2 separate regions of the Mus musculus genome follow, and region 2 is linked to region 1. Evidence: chromatin contacts called from public Micro-C data. All regions are on one chromosome and are shown on one strand. The core of a region is the stretch at or near the end of the contact, and the rest is flanking DNA. Distances in the headings are between cores, read along the strand shown.

Region 1 (7,912 bases), core at 3,150-5,649:
CCATTGTGGTGTTGAGCTGTGTCTTTTAGGGAATCTGATCATTCCTGCTCCAGGCTTCTGAGAGCTGGGATTGTAGTCATGGGAACTCATGCTCACCTTATCTTTCCATTTCTTCTTTCTTGGAATAGCTGCTTTATTAGAGCTCATGTGTTAAAATATGAGCCTCAGTCCTTTTGCTTCAGTGGACTCTTTGACATGCACACTAGGAGTGGTGACACATCTGAGCAAGTGTGTAAAGCCTGCAGCAGATGGTGACACTGTTTAAGGATAGGTAGGGAGAAGACTGTACTCTTATAGCAGCACATTGAGCTAGGGCATTTCTTCTTTGTATTGTGTTCAGGATTTTGGAGATGTGATGTCAGTTTTCCCTGTGCCTGACCCTCAGGTGTTAGCTAAGATCAGCTAACTCTTTGTTTTTTTTTTTTTTTGTTGTTGTTGTTGTTTTTGTTTGTCTGTTATTTTTTTCCGAGGCAGGGTTTCTGTGTATAGCTCTGGCTGTCCTGGAACTCACTCTGTAGATCAGGCTGGCTTTGAACTCAGAAATCCGCCTGCCTCTGCCTCCTGAGTGCTGGGATGAAAGGGGTGTGACACTGCTGCCTGGAGTGTCTGGGTCTTTGTAACTTAGATCTTTAAACCATTCTCAGTATGAGATGCACAAATTCCAGAATCCTAAGAAAAAAGGCACACTTATAAGTTTGTTGTTAGAAGTCAGAGGCGCAGGGATGTAAATCTTTGAACTTACAGAAACAAACTGCCTTTGCCTAATAGTTTCCAAGTTGACAAGTCTGGTCTTTGAGTCTTTTCAAGGTCAGAATCTGTTTTATGTTAAAATATTCATGAGTTTTGTATTATAGTCAAGTCTCATAACTGGCAGCATTCTCATTTTATATGAAAAAACAAAACAAAACAAAACAAAAACGAATGCAATTTGTGTATTACCAGTAGAGTTCTTAGTAGTGCTGTCCCGCAAGCAGTTCTCCAGTTGGCCACTAGAGGACTCCAGAGGCTGCTAGGTGCCCTTCCTGATTATAGATGTCAGTTTCCTAGCCCAGTGTCCCCAGTGTCAAACAGCCTGCCATACCTTGATTAGAACCACAAATCAAGATGGAAATCCACAAATGTAGTCTTCTGGGAACTACTAGGAAAGTAATAGTTAAAAAAGTTTCTGAAAAATACTGGAATGATTGATTTTCTTTTGTGTGTGCTTTATTTCAAGTTTAATATTTTTGAAAAATATAATTTAAAAGTCACTCTAAACATAAACCAAAAATATCTAGTGCTTTCTCCAAATCAACATAGATTTATATAAAAACATAATGTAAAGTTTTTAAGCACGTATACATTTTTTTCCCTTCCCTATAGCCAGCTTTATGCTTTCAGGTAGAAACCTGGTTGTTCATGAGATGATGTAAAGTATTAAAATGCTGTTGCTGTTGTGTTTTAAGGGAATCCGAGCCCGCATTTTGGAAACTCTGGTTATGCTGCTGCTTCTTGCGTTGCTGATTCTTGGGATGGTGTGGGTGGCTTCCGCCCTGATTGACAGTGATGCTGCCAGTATGGAGTCTTTATATGGTACCTGATTATTGTTTTAGCTAGTTCCTATGATGGGCACCTGAGTTTGGGATATAGTTATATCTGTTTTGTTTTGTTTGAGACAAGATTTCTTGGTATAACAGCTTTGGCTGTCCTGTAACTTGCTTTGTAGACCAGGCTGGCCTCAAACTCAAAGGAGATCGGCCTGCCATTGCCTTTGGAATGCTGGGATTAAATGTGTTTACCTCCATGCCCAGCATGTTTTATATACTTTAAAATAAATCTTTGTGTGATGAACTTTCTGTTAACTTACAGAATTTAGATGTCTTTAGAGATACTTAAAGCAGTGAATATTATTCATTTGTTCAACATACTATGCAGTGTTTGATATATATTTAATTAATTGTTTTTTGTTCTTAAAATTTCATGGAGCATTTTCTCCCTTTGAAACATTTCTCAAAAGGGTTATTTATTATTTTCTTACTTTAGATCTTTTTATTCTACAATTTAGAAACTAGACTGCTTAATTTACTTAAATAGGCAATTACAGTGTTCATCATATATTTCTACTTATTAAGATAAAGCAGACTATTTTAATGTGCCACGCTTTCACTTACTAAAATGTGCTGATATTTTTACAGATCTCTGGGAATTCTACTTGCCCTATTTGTATTCTTGCATTTCGCTGATGGGATGCTTGCTGCTTCTCTGTAAGTACTCTTCAGTGTGACACTGACAGGAAAGGGAGTTTGTCTTGGACCCTGGAAAATTGTGCCAGTTTCCTAATTGAAACTCCTTAATGATGGGGGCTGTTTTTCGAGTTGGCCTTTTTTTATTGTTCTAGATAGATTTTATTAAGCAGAACTGTGAAATAATTGGATAGTTTGTTCACTAAGCCTTTTGCACTGGGTTGAAGACACACACACACACACACATATACACGCACCACAGAACTCTTTAACAGTATCCCATGTCCCCCTCCCTCCATGTCTCCACCATGTACACATTCTTTACGTCTACTTCTAGTCCAAATATTAACACTAGATCACTTTAAATGGCAAGAATACAATTCTACTTGATGAATTTGTAGTCTTTATTTCAAAATCTGTTTGGTTTTACTGAAGACGCCACACTCGATCTTAGGGATAGTTTAAGTTGTCAAACAGTTCAAAGGACTTGTGACTGTAGCTGTCACTCTTAGATACTCTCTTTGGGCTCTCAGTCCTCACAGGTGACATGGTCTGTGTGCTTTTTCTGGGTCTATTTAGTTTGTTTTAAGCAGAGAGTGTTCATCCTCTAGGATCTTGACCATTATAGCCACTGTTTATTCTCACCTTCCCTGTGATATGCTTGCCCCCCACACTGCCTGAGCTCCTCCCTGGGGGAGGTGAAGGGCCTCCTGACAGAGGACCTGGAGAAAGCTAAGCTCAAGATGAGAGTGGACCTAAGATGTTCCTTAGGTTGCTTTGCCTGTCTCTCTGCATGCTGAGAACCTCTTTCTTACCAGTCACCTCATTTCTACAGTGTGTACTCCAGTTGGCCTGTCCCGTATGTTCACAGTCATGGGTCAGTTGCTGGTGAAGCCAGCGGTAAGTATTTTATTTGTGTTTGCTAAATACTCATGCTTATATTTTTGATTATGTAAAAATATTTAAAAAGCTGAGGACAATATTTTTGTTAGTTTATCATTCAAATTTTTTTTCAAATTTTTAACTTTTTAAATTAAGTTTTTAAATCTTGGAAAGAAAGTCTATTTTTCCTTTTGAAAGTACTAAGCACATGCATTTAAGTAGAGTTTGTATAGAAAAATCTCAAGGCAGAATTTTCAGGCATCTGTAAGTATTTGTGTGTTCACCACCCTGCATCCAACTGTGATGGTATCTGTTTCAAAGTTGATCACATAGCTGACCAGGTTGTGGATGCCTCTGATTCTACAATAGGAGAGGCCTGGGGATTGTGAGTTCATGACTATTTGGGACACAGAGTGAGAGCTGTCTACAGCTAAAACAAATAAATCAACCAGATTCCCTAAACACACATAAAACAGGAACAAAACCAAAATTGCCCATATTTATGCTTCAATTTATAGACCAGTTTCTGAAAATATGTACATTGTGTTTGAATTATATCTTACCTCTCAGAAATGTTATATATTTATTTTAAAATGACTTTTAGTGGATAGTAATATCTGTTCCTGTTTTTTGGTCTTTGAACTATTTTACAGATCATAGCTTCTTAGCTACCGCTAGAAAATCTGTCCTTTAAATTGCTCCCCTGAATCCCCATTGCCTACACACCCAGTCTCAGCTGTCTACATGTTTAGGGTTTCCCAGCGTCACATGCTGCCCCCACTTCTGCTCCTTCACAGACTGTCATAACAGCTTGAAGCTGCCTTGCTGCTGTCCACAGGGATGTTCAGGCACCACTGTAGTCACCGTTGTGTGCCTTCTCCACAATTACTGGTGTTAGTGGCTTGTACCTGGCCAGAAATACTTGCTGAGCCATTTGACTGTGTGTCTGTCCTCCCTTTGTGATGATTTCATTAAATGGGGACATACTGAGGCAATATTGCGATAGATGATCTTTCGGTAAACTCTTGTTTGATTTTGAAAGTTACATTCTCTCATTTAGTTCCCTCTAAAAGAGGTTTTGTAATACTGAATTTATTTAGTTTTTTTCTACTTCTCATTTTTTCCTTTTTTCTGTAGACAAGTTTTCAATTCCCATTCTTGGTCTAAGATTTTGTTTTTACTTTGCCCTGTGCTCTGGACCTTCTCTGTCACCTGCACCTCTTCTACAGATGGCAGTGAGAAAATAAGGAAGCTACTTACAGTCTGCCAAGTGCTGTTGACTTAGCTCAGCACTTCGAGCTCCACCTCCTCATTTGTAAAGCAAAGTGCTTCTGAGTCACCTGCCCCAGACGGCCGTATTAACAGCACTTCCACAATTTTAGTTGTCTTTACTTTTTCCTAACACCCAGTGACAGTGGCTCATTGCTGAATTCATCTGCCCCATGCTGGTTCTAAGTGCTACATGTGACACTCAGTTTCATTTCATCTTGATGACAAGCCACGTGTTGGGTGATGCTAGTCTGATTTTCTAGGAACGTAGTCCAGGGAGGCCGAGCAGCTGGTCACAGAGCCTAGTAAACATAAGTTTGAACCCGGAACCCAGGCTCAGACCACTGTCTTCTAGTCCTTCATGAGTTCAAGACTGGCCATTTCTTCCACATGATCTTGCCTTCTCTCTACCTCTGTGTTGGCACGTGGCTTCCTCTGCCTGCAGTGCCTGTCACCTCTTGTAGTTTTGGCTGTCAGTCAGCTGTTGTACTATAGCCACCAGAAACATTGGGGAGCATTCTCTCTCCTCACCTGGAGGTACTTTTTCCTTCTGATCTTGGCTAACATTTTATTTAAGCCTCAGTTTTGACATTTATTTTAATCTCAAAGTTACTGTGTGGAATTCTTGTCTTGGTTGCTGTCTCCATGGGTGCCCATGTCTAGTTTCCTGTTAGTCCACAGTAGGAATGAGCCAAGAACCTGAAGGCACTTGGAGTTTCTCCATGAAGTTTTTGCTTCTTAGGCTAGGAAGTGGCGAAGATGCTGGGATACTCAGAGGCACATGGCATCCTGTTGCCATTAGCTATGGTTAGCATTATCAATCATTTATCCTCTAAAAGGAAAATCCTTAAAGTGTTAGGCTTTAGAATGGGGAACATGATCATTTTAAATCCAAACAGTGGAAAGTGATAGGAAATAAGAGAGAGTACTTGTCCCTACCCCCAAGAGTAACAGTCTTGGGTTACTCTCTGTTCGTTATCCAGGTGACCTCATCATAGCTCATGCCTGCTGATGACCTCATGCTTTCTAGCATATCGTGCTTCTTAGCCTTGGTGAGGTCTCCTGAGAGGTTTCCTTCCCCGTCGTCCTCTCATGTGATGGTTATTCTGTGCCTTTGTTTATTATCTACTTTTTCTTATTTTTTTTGTTTTTATCGTTTTATTACTCCCAGTGTGGATCTAGCGGCACATCTATTTTATAGAAGCTCAGTGTCAGGCTGAAGGGACCATAGAAACTTGTGAAAGGATTGGAAAACAGTGGATTGTTTTATGAATGTTTTCAGATGGGGATCACATAATTTTAGAGCAACTTGTCAGGTGGGCAGGTGCACAGAAACAGTTATACCATCCTTACTTTCCTCCAGCAACTCTCACCTTTTTATTGCTTTGCTGGAATCAGTAACTTGAGCTTGAGCGAGAGGGAGCAATGCTATTAGCTTTTATACTTCCTTCAGAGCCAGGAAGACAAGAGTATTTTCTTAGGACAGCAGGTTAACAAGGCCAGAGCTGAATAGAAGTTTTAGGTTTTGTCAGTTTTGAGACAGTGAAGACACTATCCCACTAGGGGGTGAATGATGAGTGCCTGTTTGTAAACACGCTACTTCTCTAGGGCTTTGTCTCGAAGGATTTTATGATTTGAGCTTCCCATACTCAATGGAAGTACTTACTATATCTAGTTTAAAACCAAACCAAACCAGGATGTCTTGTGCATCTCTGATGCAGTTTAGGGGGTTTTGATTTTTTGTTTTAATTTTAAGATAGGGTCCTACTGTGTATTCTAGCTAGTCTGCAACTTGCCATGTAGATGAAGCTACTCTACATGTGGTTGTGAGTTGGCTTGTCCTGATGCTAATCCAACCCAGGCTCTCAGAAAGAGCATCTCGTGCTCATAATTACTGAGCCAGCTCTCCGGCCTCCACCTTACAGGGTTTTTTTTTTTTTTTTTTTTTTTTTTTTGGTTTTTCGAGACAGGGTTTCTCTGTGTAGCCCTGGCTGTCCTGGAACTCACTCTGTAGACCAGGCTGGCCTCGCACTCAGAAATCCACCTGCTTCTTCCTCCCAGGTGCTGGGATTAAAGGCGTGGCCACCATGCCCAGCACAGATTTTTGATTGAGAAAGTAAGTAAAACAACAACAACAACAAAAAAAAACCACAAGGGAGACAAATATACTAGATGATCTCTTCCTTGTAGCTGTAAAATAATAGCCTGTGCATAAAGATATATTTGCTGTGTGTGTCTCTCTCTGTTTAAAATTCATGCTTCCGTAGTCCCTGAGAATGCTACAAAGTGTAATCCCTTAAGCCTTAAAATATCCAATTTAGATGCATGTTATATCAAGTTGTAAAGTATTTTGTTAATACTAAAATAGAAAAATATAAATGTATTTAAAAACAAAGTATATAAAATATACTAAAATTTTCATAAGTTAAAATTTAATTTTTGGGTCTTAGTTATTAGAGTCAATACATGGTCCTAAAAATGATAGGTTGCAGAGCCTGAGGTGTCATAAATGTGAGTGTGTCACACTGCATTATTGAGCAGTTTATTTTTCAATTTAGATTCTTGAAGACCTGGATGAACAAATTTATATGATTACTCTAGAAGAAGAAGCACTCCAGAGAAGACTACATGGTATGTGTGTTACATACTTAGATGAGGTAGAACACTTGTTTAGTTCAACAGAGACAGATAATTGAAGAATGGAAATATAACCCTCTCCGAGGCTTACAAGTGACAAAGGACCTTCCTGACACAGGAGTCTGTGAAAATTAGAGGGAGGTGGGTGGGTCAAGGCCAGAGGGCTAGCTCCCCAGCAGACTTCCACAGTGCTCCTTGGACATCTGCAGTTAAAAGGGCTGCACACTTACCCACTGACTGGGGCCTGATTGTTTTCTTTCTGCTGGGAGTAGTCTTTCTTAGGAGATCCTCAGGAACACTGTTGGCTCAGGTGATTTTTATATCAGTCCAATGGTGATTGTATCTGTTCTAGTTGGCAAGTTGCCTTTAAAATTATTTTAGGGAAACTCTTTGATAGTGTGTTGCCATGATTGGCCACTGCAGTCTATTTCAGATGGAAACTAGCAGGCTGAAATTATTTATTATATAAATGATTCTAGGACCAAGTTGACATTTGACTGTATTAAGAATTGTAAGCTTCTGTAGCTTATTGGTTAACATCCATAGAGTGGAAGAAGCAAGGAGAAAAGAACAGTTTATGATTTGCTATTTTAAACTTTAAAAAAATATTTATTTTATATATGGGTATTTTGCCTGCATGTGTATCTGTGCACCCCATACATATAGTAAGTAGATGACAGAAGAAGGCATTGATCCCTTGGAACTAAAGATGGTGTGAGCCATTATTTGGGTGCTAAAAATCAAACCTGGGTCTTCTAGAAGAACAAGTAGTGCTTTTAACCACTGAGCTATCTCCTACCACAAGGATTTGCTAATTTTAGAAAAAAATAGAAGTAGGCCTTTAGTAAGGTAAGCCTAACCCTTATGGATTTTATTAAATATGGTTGTACTGGCTAGTTTTG
Region 2 (7,912 bases), core at 2,839-5,338, 88 kb before region 1:
AGAGAGAAGCATTCCTCATATATATGGATGATGATGTGCTCACAGGTAAAGGTGGGAGGTGAGTTCAATGGATTCTGGGAATATGGTGAATATGGTGGTCCTTATCTTGGCAACAGGTGTGTAGTCGAGCTGATGCCTATGGGATGTCACAGGTTTTGGAGGTCCTGATGACAACACATAGGCTCTGAATTAGTATAGTAAGTCTCATGGCTTCATCCTTACCTGCTACCTAGTCTCTAAACACAGTGAGGTCATATGACAACTATAAGCAGGGTGCTTGGTGACACTTCCCAGAGAAAAATTCAAAGCTCTATAGTGGCTCAAACAGTTTTACAGAACAACTGTATTACAAATATTATTTTCTAAAATGTGTGTGTGTACTCATGTGCCACAAGGTACATGTGACAATTTGTGGGAGTTATTTTTCTCTTCTATCAAATGAGTACTGGGAATGGAATTCTGGCCATTAGGCCTAGCAACAAATACCTTTACCTATTTGAAACATCTCACTGGCCAAATTAATTATTTTTAATTGGTGTATGTTCATTGTATGTCATTATGGATATCATAAAGGCATTTTTTCAAGTAAATTTTTATCACTTGCATTTCCACGCACTCTTCCTTTCTCCTTTCTCTCTGGATAATCCTCTTTGTTTCCCCAGCCTTGCTGCTACTTACATGTCATATCTTGCTGAGTTTGGCATGGACTTGAGTATGACATGGTTTCCTGCCCCTGGAACAGAACTAGTGGGGTGTGGGTCTTCACAAGTGTTGATGACTGCTATGGTTGTAAGGCTCGTTTGTATAAAATTGTACATATTTTTCACATTCCTTTTTTTTGAGGAATGTTCTGCCAAAGTTAATGACTCTATGATAGCTAGAGACAGCTTGAGTTCAGGAGGTGAGGGAGTGTCAGAACACTGTGACCTTCAGGATAACCCTTAAGGCTCTGGGAAAGAATGCTGAAAACACGAGTTTGAAAATTTATAATTTCTTAACTATGCAAAATATAAGGATACAATATGAATTGTATAAGGAGCTTCACAGATCTAAAGGAACAGAGGCAGCTGCCCTATGAGCCAGACTGTCAGAAACATACTAAGGAAGGAGATAGAGATTTAGAGAGTGGTGATCGCAAGGCAAGATCCCACACAGCTAAATTTTTTGCTTATGCTTATGAGTTCAAGGTCAGCCTCAGACAAAGCTAATTTAGGTCCAGGTATAGTCAGAATGGTAATTTCAGAGAAGGGTCCCACCCAGCTATCTTATTATCTTGCGGTCCCTATCTAAGAATCAAGGGGCTGGGGTCAGGTGGTGTTGATTCAAGATATAATCAAAAGGGAACCTGTGATAATGACTGAATTGATGTTTAAATAAAAAAGAGACTTTGTCTGCAAGAGATGAGCTATCCAGAGAGTTTTTTTTTGTTTTTTTTGTTTTTTTTAATATCAAGAGAAAGCTGTCTCAAGCAGAGCAGAATATAGAATACAATCTGAAAAGCTAAAGCAGAACACACACACACACACACACACACACACACACACTATAGAGACAAGAGAGGGGGCCGGGAAGGAGAGGGAGGGGGAGGGGGAGGGGGAGGGAGAACGCTAGTGAGCAATCTGGAAAGCCAAAGCTGTTTTGAGCAGAACACAGGATGTCAGTCTGGACTCACACTTTGACTTTGAGTCATTTGCTTTGCAGCTCTCAAATACCCCTTCTCTCAGAACCCCTCTCCAAGCCGAGGCTGGTCCTTGGCAATGTAAGTATATGACATATACATATGTAATATTTTAGGTATAAATATAAAACCCATGGTCTGCAAATGAGTACAAAACATGCCACATCTGTCTTTGTCTTATAAGAGGGATGTGGGGAAAGGGTGGTTCAGTAGCAGAAGTGATGGGATGTCTAACTCCAGCTTGCTTGAGACTTCTTTTTACTGGGTGCTGGAATCACTAGGGGTCACAGGAAGAGCAAGCTCTAAGGCACAGGCCTTCTCCCAACACTGTCATCATTTTGATTTTCCCACTGGCTGGAGCGAGTTACACAATCAGGGCCAGATTCAGGGTAAGTGGTTCTCACTGGAAGATAAGCAAAGCCAGAGAACAGAGATGTGGGCCAATGTGCTGAAGAGGTCAGCATAGGAACTTTGGGAAGGTCATGAAACAATCACCCCTCCAGGAGAGGCTAATTAGCATTTTTCAGACCACAGGGTGGAACCAAACCGAGGGTGGGGACACATTCAGCAGGACTGACCATTGCTCACCTTCAGACAAGGGAAGACCTTGTCACCTCATTCCCTAAAGACCAATCAGTTTAAAGGGTGCACTGTTCTGCCAATCATATTGTGCCTAGTTGCTGATGCTCTGTTCTGCCCCTGGAAACCATATAAAAAGTCGCTGAACTAGTGCTGGGGGTCGTCACCTCTCCTTCGGGTCTGGGACGATCCCAGTGCACTGGAACAATAAATTCCGATTGCGCCAGGTGTGGTGGCGCATGCCTTTGGTCCCAGCACTCAGGAGGCAGAGGCAGGCGGATTTCTGAGTTCGAGGCCAGCCTGGTCTACAGAGTGAGTTCCAGGACATCCAAGGCTACACAGAGAAACCCTGTCTCGAAAAACAAACAAACAAAATAAATAAATAAATTCCACGTGGTTCACTCAGGGGGTCCTCGGTAAGCTAAGGCTCCCTGGAGTCTTACAGTGCTTGGCAGGGGAGTGGTGTCCATTTTTGAAGTTGGTTATCTTGGCTAAGTTTAAAAGTGCCAAAGAAAATGAAACAAATAAAACTGAATGAAAGCTGGGTAAGCTTCCATGAATAGCCCTGCAACAGAAATGTAAGGGTTTAAATGGTTGCAGTATTCAATTGGAAAGATGTGAAATACTTTCTGGAATATCTGCCCCAGAGCTACACACCTCAAAAGCTGATGTGTTTATCCTTTGATTTGGACAGATTAGCCCAGGAATCATCCAGATCAGTTCAGGTGGGTATTTAACCTAGCTCCCAGAACGCGGTTGTCCAGGAAAAAGGTCTTTTTCCTTGTTCTTTAGGGCTGAGACATTTAAAGACACGTCAAAGGCAAACTGGTTTGAATTCAGACACGTTGTTGCTGACTGATGAGCCTGCTGTATCGGGAACACACGCTGGGAGCAAGACTCAGGTTCCCCAGGCTCTTCTACCAAATGAACCCAGAATCAAAATTGCAAATAATCCTTTTAATTCCAGCTGTTTTGGCCCAGGCCTTTAATCATGACTCCCCGGAAGCAGAGGCAGTCGGATCTCTTGAGTTTCAGGACAACCAGGACTGCATAGAGAACCCTGTCTAGAAAATCCAAATCAACCAACCAAATACTCCTTTAAATTCCAATTTTAAAACAAAAATTGCATAATGAAGGGAAATGGCTGTGTTGGCATACTTAGTCGTGCCTCATATCAAGGGCGTTGTTTAAGGCCTACAGAGGATCATTAACCATCAGAGCCCATCTTCAGACCTGGGGGCCCTAGGCTATCTCAGTTCTCCAGGACAGCGGCTCTCCTATCTCCGCAGAGGCAGAAGGACTTCAGAGTGCTAAGCTGCAACGGCTTTCCCGCTTTGCACTTGCTTGGGAGAGAAATTTTCCGTAGTAGGCCCTAGGTCTTTAAGGTTGGTCGAGCCCAGTGCTAAACTCAGATTCTGAGAACAAGGGTGGAGCAAGGCGTGATCCAAAAGCCCCGGGGTGATCCAAAAGCTTCAATAAACAAGTGAGGGCGGGTGCACCTGTGCCCGGATCTCCAAATCCCGTTCGCACCAGGGCTTCCGCCTCTAGACCTCATCCCCTGCCTGGAGCTTCGGCCCGCCCTTACTCTGGGCAATGACTAACAAGGCTGGACCACAACACTTCAGGCCCAGCTCCGAGATTTATGTCCTGCTGCAGCACGCGTCAGAAGGCCACTTCAGTCCAGGACCCTAAAAACCCCGCCCCCGTTCCTCCAGTCTCTCTCCAAGGCGCCTAGCGACCTTCGGCCCAGCGCCCCACGCGCAGAGGCGCTCTTCTCTGACGTACGGCGCTCTCAGAGTGACGCACAAGTCCCGCCCCGACCTCAAGCCCCGCCCAGGCTGTGGCCATTCCCCGCCTCTTGTATCTTGAACCGCTTCTCCCTGAGCTCAGGCGGCGTTTTCCGATCCTGCTGCGGTCTAGGTGGCGTTTCTGTCCGGCCACGAGAGACTGTATAGCCCCGCCGCCCGCGGGCAATGGTGCGGCGGAGCGCGCAGACGCGGGCGGCCCTGCGGTGGGTATGAAAGGAGGATGGAAGGGCAGGACGAGGTGTCGGCGCGGGAGCAGCACTTCCACAGCCAAGTGCGAGAGTCCACGGTGCGTGGTCGGGCGGTTCCCTGGTGCTGCGCCGCGCGTTGGACCCAGGAGCGCAGCGTAGACCAGCACGGTCCCATAGTTTCTTCCCGGACCCTTCACGCATGTTGGCCTTCCAGCACCCCACTGGGTCTGCTGCAGACTGACTCCGACGCCCCGCATCACTTGAGACCCGTTCACCTGCTCCCCATCTTCTCACCTCTGTCACCTCCTGCTCTGTCACCCTACTGCTCTCTCCTCTTGTAGGTCTCCCTCGCGCCACCAGCGTTCTCTCCCCTCCTTTCTGTCCTCTCCTTACCTATGTTCCCTCCCCTTCATTCTAACTTCCTATCTTTCTCCTGTCACCTTTATACCCACCCACCACCCCGTACCTATGTCTTCCTTCCGCTGCGTCACCTGTGCTCCTCCCTTTCCCTGAGCTCCCTCCTATCATTTCTGCCCGCTTCCAGTCACCTGTGCCCACCTCTGGTCACCTGAGTTCGGCTCTCCTCCCAACACTTGTAGCCCGTCATCATCGGACCTCCTCAGTCACCTACACTTAACCTGCGTCCATTTCTCCTATACTCTCCCTATGCGTCCATTCAACTCATCTGCACCTTTATCATCTGCTTCACCATCTTCACCTGAGTTTATCCCGCATCTCCTGCTAACTGAGGGTATAGGGTGATGGGTGGCTGCCTCTTTTCTTCTAGCCGGGCGTGGTACCTGGTATCTGGGCTGAGCTTGCTGTGGCTCAGCTGTAAGTACAGACACCTGGCTTCCCAAGCTTCCAGCCCTGCAGTGGCTCTGGCCTCCCACCCGCATCTCCCTATACTCACACCCTCTCTAAACCCCTCTATCCAGGACAGAGTTAAAAACTTCCCGAGGAGTGTAGACAAGTCTTTCGTAGGAAGGGCGAGAGCAGGAACCTACAGTGCTGTCAAACAACTGCTCTGGAAAGGATGGACCCCTTTCATCCTGCTGTTTCTAGCAGGTCAGGAAGCCAGCTTGGCTCCCTAAGGTCTCTTTTGATGAGTGCCTTTCAGGATGCCCTACACTATTGTAAAAGAATTAGTTTGTGTCCCCATAACTCTGCAAAGTATGTTCAAGTTACATATTTGCATTCACCTCTCTTCTAGTTCACGTTCCCCTCTCAGTCACACCCTTGGTTTGAGGGAAACATTCTGGTTCAGTTTGTGCAGTTACTGATTTTGAAAACTGAGAACTGGCTTGCCGAGTCATACTGAAGTAAGAGGAGATGCATTAAATCTGAGTTGATAGAGTTTAGTACAATGTAGTTGGTTAATTTTTATTTTTATTACTTCTTTGATTATTTCATACAATGTATTTTGAGCACATTCATCCCTCCCCAGCCCCTCCCGGACCTCTCTCCACATTCCCAACTTCATGACTTTTTTTTTTTTAAACCATTTGAATCAAATTTGTGCTGCCTTTCCATGCTTGGGTGTGTGGGCATTTATCGGAGGTTATGGTTGACCTATGAGTAGCGCACTTTAAAAAAAAAACTGACTCTTTTTTAGCAGCTGTCAGTTGTCAATAACTCCTCAGATAGGGGTGGGTCTTCATGTTTACTTCTTTCTTCATACTGAGATTTTTGACTGACTTGGGCTTGCCCAGGTTTTGTATGCATTGTTAAAAACCACCCTCAGTTCATTTGTATAGCTGCCATAACTGGAAACCCTGTCATAACTGGAAAACACTGGTTCTATATGGACATCCACTGCTTCTGGCTCTTACAATCGTTTTGCCCCCTCTTCCACAATTGTTTTAAATCTCAGGAAGAGGGGAATGATACAGAATTCCTATTTAGGGCTGAGCATTCATTCTGTAGCCTCATATTCTTTGTACCTTGGCCATTTTGGGTCTCTACACAGAAAGCATCTCTGATGAAGGTGAAAAGATGCACTAATCTCTGGGTTTAACAATAAGTCATTAGGAGTTAGTTTAATATGGTTTTCAGTTAGCAATATAGTAGTAGGTATAGATATAGGTTCTGTCCTAGGGTCTATGACTCTTTACACACAGAGTCTTGTCTCCAATTACAGTGCCAGGTATGAGGTTCATTTTGTGGAGTGGACCTTAAAGCCAATCAGAAAGTATTTGGCTACTCCCACAAATTATGCTATTAGGAAGGAATCTATAATTTTAAGTATGCCCTAGATACATTTTCTACAAAACATACTTGACTAATCATGGTTTCAGATGCAGAAATAGAATTTTGCTACCTTGCCAGAGACCCAGGCTTTCTCAACAGTTGTAACTTTTATCTTCTCTAAGTGTAACTGCTGCTCTGGTTTCTAAGGCTATAGGTTAATTTTGTTTTATTTTAAAAATTCTTTTATATGTATGAGTGTTTGTTTGTACTTATATCTGTATATCATGTATGTGCATGATGCCCATGGAGTCCAGAAGAGGGCATCAGATCTTTGGAACTGGAGTTAACAAATAGTTGTGAATTGTCATGTGGCTACTGGGAACTGAATCTGGGTCCTCTACCATTGAACTACAATGTCAGCCCAGAGAAGTGGCAGGTTTACTCATTCCTCTGTGCCTGGTGCATCTGGCGGTGGACTTCTGCTAGTTTCTGAAAGTTTTCTCAGGGTGGGTCTGCTCTGACACACTCAGGAATCTGAAATATGTATGACTGCTATGGTAATACAAGTGTATCCTTTTTAAGTTCTGAGAGCTGTTTTTGGGAAATCCTAGTGAGCACAAGTAGATCTCTCACAATTCTTGGAAATGGGCTGGAATACCTGTATTACTCCTTGTTTTTAGCATATTTAAGGTGGATGTCTAATTATTTCAACAACATACATTATCTTCCTCATTGTATTGTCCTTGTGCTTTGTGAAAGATCAGTTAGCTGTATTATATGGTTATAATTCTAGCATTCCTATTCTGTTCCATTGGTCAGTACTTCATTGATTATTATTATTTTTATTTTTGATTTTTCGAGACAGGGTTTCTCTGTATAGCCCTGGCTGTCCTGGAACTCACTTTGTAGACCAGGCTGGCCTCGAACTCAGAAATCCACCTGCCTCTGCCTCCCAAGTGCTGGGATCAAAGGCGTGCACCACCACCGCCTGGCTACTTCATTGATTATTTAAGCTTTATTTTTACTTTACAAGAGCCCTTTGATTATATTCTTTCTCTTCAGATTGTGCTGATTATTCTGGGTTTTGATTCTCTGCATAGACTTTAGAATCAGCTTGTTTATATCTACAAAGTAACTTGCTTGGGTTTTGGTTGAGATTGCATTCAGTTTGTAGATCAAATAGGGAGAACTTGCATCTCCCTGTTCATGAACATGGGCTATCTCCCATTTATTAAAGTTATTTTTAGATGTTTTCATCAGAGTTTTATGGTTTTCTTATGTATATTTTAAATATGTTTTGTTAGATTTCTGCATACTCTGTTAACATTACATTTTTTGGCATGCTAGTGTAAATGATGTGTGTTTTATATTCCAGTTTCACTTGTTCCTGGGCTGGTAGCACACACTTTTTAAAGTAATTAATTAATTCACATCTCGATCAATTGAAGCTGCTTCTCCCTCCTTTCCTC

What was found. A called contact is a pair of places that touch in the nucleus more often than the background predicts.
Region 2: a Micro-C map of macrophages shows a contact between it and region 1, with 2.8 times the contacts expected there. The contact joins the promoter of Lmbr1 here to the enhancer-like site in region 1. A contact is called at or near these places in 1 of 484 Hi-C or Micro-C datasets (macrophages), 1 of 115 datasets of contacts at active chromatin or transcription factors (pancreatic cancer cells) and 2 of 9 other capture datasets (adipose tissue and pancreatic islet).

The regions. Positions count from the first base shown.
Region 1 is chr5:29,286,483-29,294,394 of GRCm38.p6, reverse strand. Lmbr1 (limb region 1) reads left to right here. Exons shown (of 17, transcript NM_020295.3): 6 at 1,446-1,572; 7 at 2,175-2,243; 8 at 3,058-3,122; 9 at 6,932-7,004. Among named protein-coding and RNA genes, the nearest start is that of Gm42244, 16 kb to the right of the region's middle. Within about 2 kb of position 4,399, at least 28 of the 459 cell types and tissues checked have an H3K27ac peak or open chromatin away from gene starts, as enhancers often do. A contact at or near this core is called in macrophages, where this site is marked.
Region 2 is chr5:29,374,566-29,382,477 of GRCm38.p6, reverse strand. Lmbr1 (limb region 1) reads left to right here and starts at 4,088. Exons shown (of 17, transcript NM_020295.3): 1 at 4,088-4,351. The coding sequence starts at 4,286.